Regions from separate parts of the Gossypium raimondii genome. Here region 2 is linked to region 1. Evidence: chromatin contacts called from public Hi-C data. All regions are on one chromosome and are shown on one strand. The core of a region is the stretch at or near the end of the contact, and the rest is flanking DNA. Distances in the headings are between cores, read along the strand shown. Region 1 has its middle 18 kb from the start of LOC128034150. Region 2 holds the start of LOC105777457 (membrane protein PM19L).

Region 1 (4,262 bases), core at 1,221-3,720:
TGTAGAGTTGAAAGTAATATTGTGGACAACGTGAGCAACTTTATCAATTTGGTTCAGGATTGGAACAAAACTATTTTTGGGAATATCTTTGCAAGGAAGAAAAAAGCTTTGGGGGAGTTAAAACGGGTTCAAGGTGCCTTGGAGAAGCATAATTCTACTCAACCAAGGGAAAAGGAGACAGAACTTCAGTGTGAAATAGAGTCTATTTTGAATCAGGAGGAGCTTTTTTGGGCCTAGAAATCCCGATGTGAGTGGCTTTCTAACGGTGATCGCAATACTCTCTTCTTTCACAATCGTACTTTAAAAAGGCGGAAAATGAATAGGATTGTAGCCTTAAAGATGGATGGGGTTGAATAGTGTTATGATGCGACATCTCTAAAAAATCATGCTGTGGAACATTTTTCGAATCTTTACATAGTTGACAATTATTCGACTGAGGAATTTCCTACCCGAAGATTAGCCAATAATCTATGGAGAGTCTTAACAGCGACATTATTATGGAGGAAGTTCGTCAATCTGTTCAGTATGGCCCCTCTTAAGGCACCTGGAATAGATGGGATACACACTAAATTTTACCAGTCTCACTGGGATATCGTAGGTAATAGCATCTTCAAGTTGGTTGATGGTGTTTTTTGTGAAGGTAAGTTGGATCCTAGCCTGAATCGAACACTTTTAGTTCTTGCCCTGAAAAAGAGTGGTGCGGATACAATGAGTCAATTTTGACCCATTAGTCTGTGTACTATACCTGTACAAGATCATTACAAAAACAATTGTAATCTGCCTCCGGAGTCATGCAAATCTTGGTGAAATAAAATCAGTCAAGTTTTGTTCCTTCACGGGATATCTCGGATAATATCATAATTTCCCAAGAGGCAATTGACACAATGAGAAACACCAAAAGTAGGAAGGTAGATCTCGAAAAGGCTTGTGATAGGGTTCGATGGGATTTTCTTTGTGATACCCTGTCTGACGTTGGATTACCGGAAAGGTTGATAAATATGATCATAGTGTGTGTGACTTCAGCTTCCATGCAACTTCTATGGAACAATTCTATCTCTAAGTCCTTCACTCCATTTAGAGGGCTACGGCAAGGAGATCCACTGTCCCCGACCCTATCTTTTTGTTCTAGGAATGGAACGTTTGGGACATTTGATTGAGTCGGTCATAGAAAAGCAACTCTGGGAACCGTTAATGCTTTCTCGTCGTGGGCCAGGATTATCCCACATGTTCTTCGCTGATGATTTGGTTTTATTTTGCAAGCAGAGTGTCTTAAATAGATTCTTGATTCGTTCTGTTACTATTCTGGGCATCGTATTAATTATCAGAAAACAAAATTATTCTTTTCGAAAAATATATTGGATGAAGCTGCTGAAAGCATTCGAATCAAACTCGGGTTTACCATGATCACGGATCTAGGGGGTTAATAATTTCCAGTTTATATTGGATTAAGTTCAGAATCGTCTCTCCGGTTGGGACATGCGTAGCCTTTCCTTGGTTGGTCGGCTTACGTTGGTGAAATCTGTCTTAATGACGATTCCTAATTATTTTATGACAATGGCCAGAATCCCAACCACAATTGGTAAGGAAATAGAAAAAATAGCTCGTGGTTTCTTGTGGGGGGCTTCTTCCTCAGGACACAAACCATCTTTGGTCAGTTGGAAGGACTGTTGTAAGCCACTTGTAAATGGGGGTCTTGGTATACGTCGGTTGCAAGATCAGAGCAAACTGTTTCTCTTAAAACTTGGATTTAATTTGATTACAAGTCCAGACACATTTTGGGTTAGAGTTTTACGTAACAAATATCGTATTCATGGCTGATTCCGGATCATATTCTTTATCTCATGTTTGGGATACTGGACGGTACGGGATGAACAAATGATTAATTTTTGGAATGATGTTTGGTTGAAAGATGTGGGGCTTTTAAAGTACCTTTATACTGGGCAAGGGAATTTGGATGAGTCCACTCGTGTATGTGATGTTGTTAGATCGGAAAGCATATGGAACTTGCAATGGCTAGATTCGGTTCTTCCTCGACATGCGATAAATGGTATTTTGGCGTGTAAAGGACCTTCGCGGGCTGCAGGTCCCCATTTTATTTCTTGGCGATGGGTGACAACTGGGAAATTTTCAGTTGCAGAATCGTATAAAAACATATTTGGTTTTGATAGATCAGGTCAAAGTGGTAATGAGAAGCTGATTTGGAATACTGCTACTCCACAAAGGGTAAGAATGTTTCTATGGTTGTTTATTCGTGGCAGACTATTGACAAATGAAGAACGTGTAAGGCGAGGTATGACCCATTCACCTTATTGTGAACTGTGTGGAAATGTAGTCGAGTCTACAATCCACGTGATAAGGGATTGTGGATTTACGAAGAATATTTGGAAATAACAAAGATATTATCTCTTGGGCTAGTGCATGGACAAAATCCTTTAATCTTGAAGGGGATTTAGAGAAGTGGTCCTGTTCGACCATGACGGAAAAACATTGGTAGCTTCCTGCTTCTGGATGGGTCAAGGTTAATGTGAATGGGTCGGTTTCCCATTGTAGTTTAAAGGCGTCAGTAGGTGGAGCGAGTAGGGGTCCTAATGGGGGTTGGTTAATTGGCTTCACGATGACGACTGGCATGGCGAATACTTTTCAGATTGAGGCTCGAGCTGTTCTTGAAGGTATTCAACTAGCTTGGGAGAAAGGCTTAAGGCAAGTGAAGGTTGAAAGTGATAATGTGATGCTGATAAAATCCTTGCAGGATGGTTTGGCAGTAGTAAGCACTGTGAGGAAATAAGAATGATTCATAGATATTGCTCTAAAAAATGGCAGCTAAAGTTCAGGCATATTCATAGAAGTAATATCAAAGTTGCAGACTGTCTTGCAAAAGAAGCTGAAGGCGATTTGGATCGACATTTGGTTTTAGAGGAACCGTCGTTTTCTGTTCAGGAATTTCTAGGGGAAATCAGTCTTTGTCTGCTGGTAGTAACTCGAAATACGTAATATATTGTCTCCTTAAGTTTGTCCTAAGTTTTTATTTTACCAAAAAAAAAAAAAACTATTAACCTTTAGTTTCATAGAAGTATTAATATTGCAATATGTTTTTAGTAATTATTGGTTTTGAAAATCAACTCAATAATTATTATATTACTTAAGAAGCTTATTTAATATAATATTAAAATAGTTGTGTTGTCGATTGAATCTTAGTTCTTGTACTTTAATTACTAACCGATCAACAAAATTACTAGACCAAACATCACTATAACACTTTAATAGGCTTGTAAATATTAATAGATAATATTTGCTGACTCGATCATCAGAGTACGAGATTCCAAAACTATCGTTTTCAATACCACTAAAATACGGATTGTTACACTTGGACTTCAACGAAAATGAACTTAAACAAAAAAAAAAAAAACCTTTGGCACAAAACTTATGAATTATTCTCGATTTTGGCACAGATATTTTAGTATCACTAGATAGTTTGGACTAGAGCTGTCTATGGATCAAGTCAAAGCTCGGTTCCAAAAAAATTTTATGCCCAAGCCCTGTTTTGGATTGGGCTAGCTCGCCCAAAATGCTCATTTTACTACTTAAAAAATAATAAAATTGATCTTTTATATATATTTTTAATTAATTTTAAATTTTTTATTATTATTTAAATTGAATTCCAACTAGTGTAGTCCAAAGTACAAAAATGATTGTTCAAACCTAGCTTAAATCGGCCCAAATAGGCTACCGGGCATTTGATCAAGTCTAGTCCAAATTTATTGACAAAAAAAATATATTTTAAATAATAAAACATATTATTGAATTAATTCGAGTTAAATTTGAAATTAAATTTTTTTACCAACTATAATCCCACTCAGCCATAAACCTTAATTTTATTTATTAATGAGCCTGGTTACCCATAACTTTTAATTTAAAATTGGTAGAAGATTTTATATGTCTTTTGTCATTCTACAATGAATGAATTGACAATCATAAACCATTTTTAAGTATCACTTTGTATGTTCTATCAAAACAAAAAGTATCACTTTGTATGATCTATATCTATATTTAATATTTCATAAATTAACAGTATATTTTTAAAATTTCATAAGTCTATATATTTATTTTTAAATATTTTACTATAATAATAGAATACTTATCATCACCCTAATCATGCTTTTGGAGTCTAAAAACTTCTTTGGTAATGTACCAAATATTTTCTTATTATAAAATTCTTGATTGAATTAATATCACGAGTTAATTGACCACCAATTCAATTAAAA
Region 2 (4,262 bases), core at 1,132-3,631, 90 kb after region 1:
GGAAAAAAAATTTGATTTTTATAAGGATATAAAACGGCGCCGTTTTGGGCTCGAACCACAGATGCCAAAATGACGCCAGTTAGGGCCTATCCGCGTGTGACCCGACCCGCTCCAAGGGGGATCCGCGTGTTTTTGTTCAATGGGTTATTTACACCCCTAGCCCTTCCGCATTTCTATTTTTTTAATTTAGTCCCTTTGGTTTATTTTCTTATTTTCTATTTTAATTTGACCACAGAATTTTGTTTGTTTTTCAATCGGGTCCGGGCCCCTGACGCACTGGAAAATGGACATGTGTCCAGGGGTTGTTTTTTTTTACCCATTTGGCCCTCTGCCCTTTCGCGCCCTTTCATTTTGGTCCTTCTTTGTTTATTTTATTATAGTTTTTACCTTTAATTTCATTTTTGTCCTGATTTAGTCCCAAATCTGTTTGATTTCAATTTATTTTCGCAAATTTGTTATTTATTTATTTATTTTAAACCTATTTCTCATATATTATTTATTTTAAATTATTTTATTATTATTTATTTTAAGTTTTCCACATATAATGTATTTTAAACTATTTCAAACTATTATCCATTTTAAATTTTTATATATTATTTATTTTAAACTGTCATATATATTATTTATTTTGAATTGTTTTTATATATATCATTTATTTTTTAAAACTTTTTAGTACATTATTTATTTTAAACTTCTTTTTACATATTATTTATTTTAAACTTTTTATATATTATTTTAAATTGTCTTATATGTTATTTATTTTAAATTGCTTTGTCTATTATTTATTTTAATTTGTTTTACATATTAGTTACTTTAAATTGTTTTATACTATTTACTTCAAATTGTTCTATATATTATTTTGTTTCGTTTTCTTTAATTGTTAATATTGTTATTAAAGCGACATGTGGTGTGACTATTGTCATTATGTGTATTATAATTAGTTTATTCGTATTTTCAAGTTATTGTGATTCATTAGTGTACGTACATTTTATTCGTAAATTATTACTCCATGTTGTATATTATTACTCCATCACATATCATTAAAATCACTTCAAAGGTCGCGTTTAATTTTTTTTCCTTTATCCATAATGGGCTATTTTATTATATTTCAACTAAATAGCACGCATCGTTTAGGTTTTGTAATCGCTATTATTCAAAAAAGAAAATTTTAAAATAAGGCAATGTTTCGTTTTTGAAAATTCGAGAAGTCGTACCCTAACTTACGGGGTTTCGATTTTCTCGTTCAATCTAAACAACTGAACATCCTTCTAAATTTAAAATACCTAAGTTTTGAATAAAAATTAAAGGCAAGCTTATTCTCAAGGGTTCAAGTGTCGCATCCTAACTTACGAGATGTGGCATATTGTTATCGCGGGACGAGTGGGCCATTGATGCTCGTTTCAATTTGATTCAAACATTTTTTAAAATTAACGTTAATAAAAGGGAGGGGTTGTATTTCAAATTCTTTCGAAGTTTTCAATTTTTGACATTTAGACAATAATTAATCAATTAGGTACAAATTTTGGGCGTGACGAGGGTGCTAATCCTTCTTCGCACGTAACCGACTCTCGAACCCGTTTTCTTGAATTCCGTAGACTAAAATCGTTATTTTGATGAATCGAAATATTTTATTAAAATAACCAAATTACGAGGTGACCCGATCACACCTCATAAAAAAAAAGATTGGTGGCGACTCCCGTTTTCATTTTAAATATAAAGGTCGGCCCATACAAAAAAATGGTTTCGACAATAAAAATATCAATGTCAATCGAGTTAAGACTCAATCAATTGTAATCCTTATATTTAAATTGTTAAGTATAGTTGTTTGAATTGTTATTTAATTATTTTATTAATTTTTTACTGGTTTGAATATGCAACGAAAATTTTTCAAATTCAAATATTTCATAAATAATAATATTTAATTTGAGTTGAAATAATAATATTAACGTAATTAAATATAGAGAGTTAAATTTTTAAACAAATTTAGGAATTCTAGAAAATGCACCCATTGGGTTAATAGAACAATAAGAAATTTGAAACCGAGGAAATTAAACGCTGGGTAATAAACTAATAATACATTCTCAGAAACACTGGATATGAACACCGTCAGCAGAATTTCTAAAGCTTCCAGATTCCAGAAGAGAAGGATCACTGTAAAACGTAAACACCATTTTCGACAGGTGTCCTTCCACCTGTATCCACTCCCCTGCGTTTGCATGCATTGCCTCACTGCTTTACACGTAGATCCCATCCACCTTATAACTTCCCCTATATTAACCATCCATAGCCATAGTCTCTTGTCATTGCTCAAAATCTTTAGGCTCAAGTCAGCAAATTTGCTTGGGTTGTCTGCTTCTTCAACTGTTCTATCTGACTTAACTATGGCTACAGTTGGAAGGAATATAGCAGCTCCATTGCTGTTTCTCAACTTGATCATGTATTTCATTGTGCTCGGATTCGCTAGCTGGTGTTTTAATAGGTTTATCGATGGCCAAACTGCTCACCCAAGTAAGTGATAACCCTATTGTTACGTTTAAAAGAAAACATTGTGTTGCTTGGTTTTAACCCGAGGGAAGTGTTTCAGGTATGGGTGGAAATGGAGCCACCGGTTTCTTCTTGACAATCTCAATCTTGGCTGCTGTAGCCGGCATAGTTTCAAAGTTAGCAGGAGGGGGTCATATTAGGTCCTGGAGAAGTGATAGTTTGGCTGAAGCTGGTTCATCTTCGTTAATAGCTTGGGCCTTGACTGCATTAGCCTTTGGGTGAACTTCGCATTTTACCCATTTTATGTATTTATCAAACTCGACCAATTACTCCATTTTTCATCTTTGAAAACAACTGTTTTCCCTTGACAGGTTTGCTTGCAAGCATATAAATATAGGAGGGCGGAGAGGGTGGAGATTGAGAGTAATTGAAGCTCTCATAATAATTCTCACATTAACCGAACTCTTGTACGTTTGTTTGATCCATGCTGGTCTATTTGGCAGTAGGTATGGACCAGGGTATCGAGACACCGAATATGAGGGCCAGCCGGTGCCTAAGGGCGGCCCTGCTGTAACAGGGTCTAGGGTTTGAAGGACTATAGTGTTGAACTGGAACTTGCCTTTTTTAAAATGTAGTTTTGCTTTGTGAACTCTTTGAAGTTCCTTCTATATTTGTTGACATGGTATTCGCTGCTTTGTATCTGTTGTGTGTATTGCTTAATAATTCAGGTTAGAAAGTAGATGAGAGAGTGCCTCATCAGACAATAGTTGCATTGATAGAACTCCTGTAATATGAGACTTGGCAGCATTTTCTGTAGGGGTGTGAAAAAAGATATTCTAAAACCCGACCGAAGTGAATCAGACCGAATAAATTGCACAACCCATTTTCATACACTTAAATATTTATTATTAAAACTTAATCTTATTAAAAGTCTAAATCCACAATATTCATCAATATTTTAATAATTAATATATATAAAACATCTAAATAAACATATACTCGTCAAGAACAGTAAAAATATGATCATATATGGCGACCATGGAAAATATATCTTGGTAGGTACCTTTTTGAGTTCATTAAACATTACTTGATTTAAATTTTTAATAATTTTTATAAAGAATTTGATATAAAACAAAATTAAAAGTAAACCAAATTTAAGAAAATACAAATTAAAGAAAATAAAACTATAAATACCTAAAATTAAGTCAATTCGGTTTATTCAGCTTTCACACTCCTAATTTTCTGGTTGGGGATCAGCATTTGAGAGTAATGGGTATTTCACAAAGATATTCCTTCTTTAACATAATTGAATTCGCCAATGAAAAAAAGATTAACAAAGAGGGACTTTCTGCCTAATATTTCTTTACAGTAGAACATCTAAATGAACAACAAAGGTACCAAGAATAAAATACATACCAGCATGCTCCTTGTTCAACAACACACAAAACCCCTTGGTTATCCAGCTACAAAAGATCTCTCTTTTTGCTCCCTACAGATAAACAAAGCAGCATCTTATACCAAAGTTCAGTTCCTTACTGTTTTCCACTTTTCAAGTGTTCCTCAACTGTTAAAATCTTTCTTTCTTAAGGTAAAAAAGGCTATCAGATAAATCTAGTGTAGGACCTTTACCGGGAAATCAGGGTGTTAAGTCAAAGTTAGATTTCAGAAGAGAATGAACTTCAATCAGGGAAGACACTTTGAAATCTGGTGTTAGATCCAAGTTGGCGAAGTCTTGAGAGCCATATCTCCCCTTTTCATCAAGCAAACATGTTAATGCT

Evidence for each region. A called contact is a pair of places that touch in the nucleus more often than the background predicts.
Region 2: a Hi-C map of leaf shows a contact between it and region 1, with 3 times the contacts expected there. The contact joins the promoter of LOC105777457 here to the enhancer-like site in region 1. A contact is called at or near these places in 2 of 2 Hi-C or Micro-C datasets (both in leaf).

The regions. Positions count from the first base shown.
Region 1 is chr10:41,898,046-41,902,307 of ASM2569854v1, forward strand. No RefSeq gene overlaps it. Among protein-coding and RNA genes, the nearest start is that of LOC128034150, 18 kb to the right of the region's middle. Within about 2 kb of position 2,471, the one cell type or tissue checked has open chromatin away from gene starts, as enhancers often do. A contact at or near this core is called in leaf, where this site is marked.
Region 2 is chr10:41,987,669-41,991,930 of ASM2569854v1, forward strand. It overlaps LOC105777457 (membrane protein PM19L), which reads left to right and starts at 2,382. Exons shown (of 3, transcript XM_012600742.2): 1 at 2,382-2,508; 2 at 2,585-2,762; 3 at 2,856-3,075. The coding sequence starts at 2,382. The coding sequence ends at 3,075. It overlaps LOC105777456 (haloacid dehalogenase-like hydrolase domain-containing protein At2g33255), which reads right to left. Exons shown (of 6, transcript XM_052622730.1): 5 at 4,114-4,262; 6 at 3,654-3,973. The coding sequence ends at 4,121.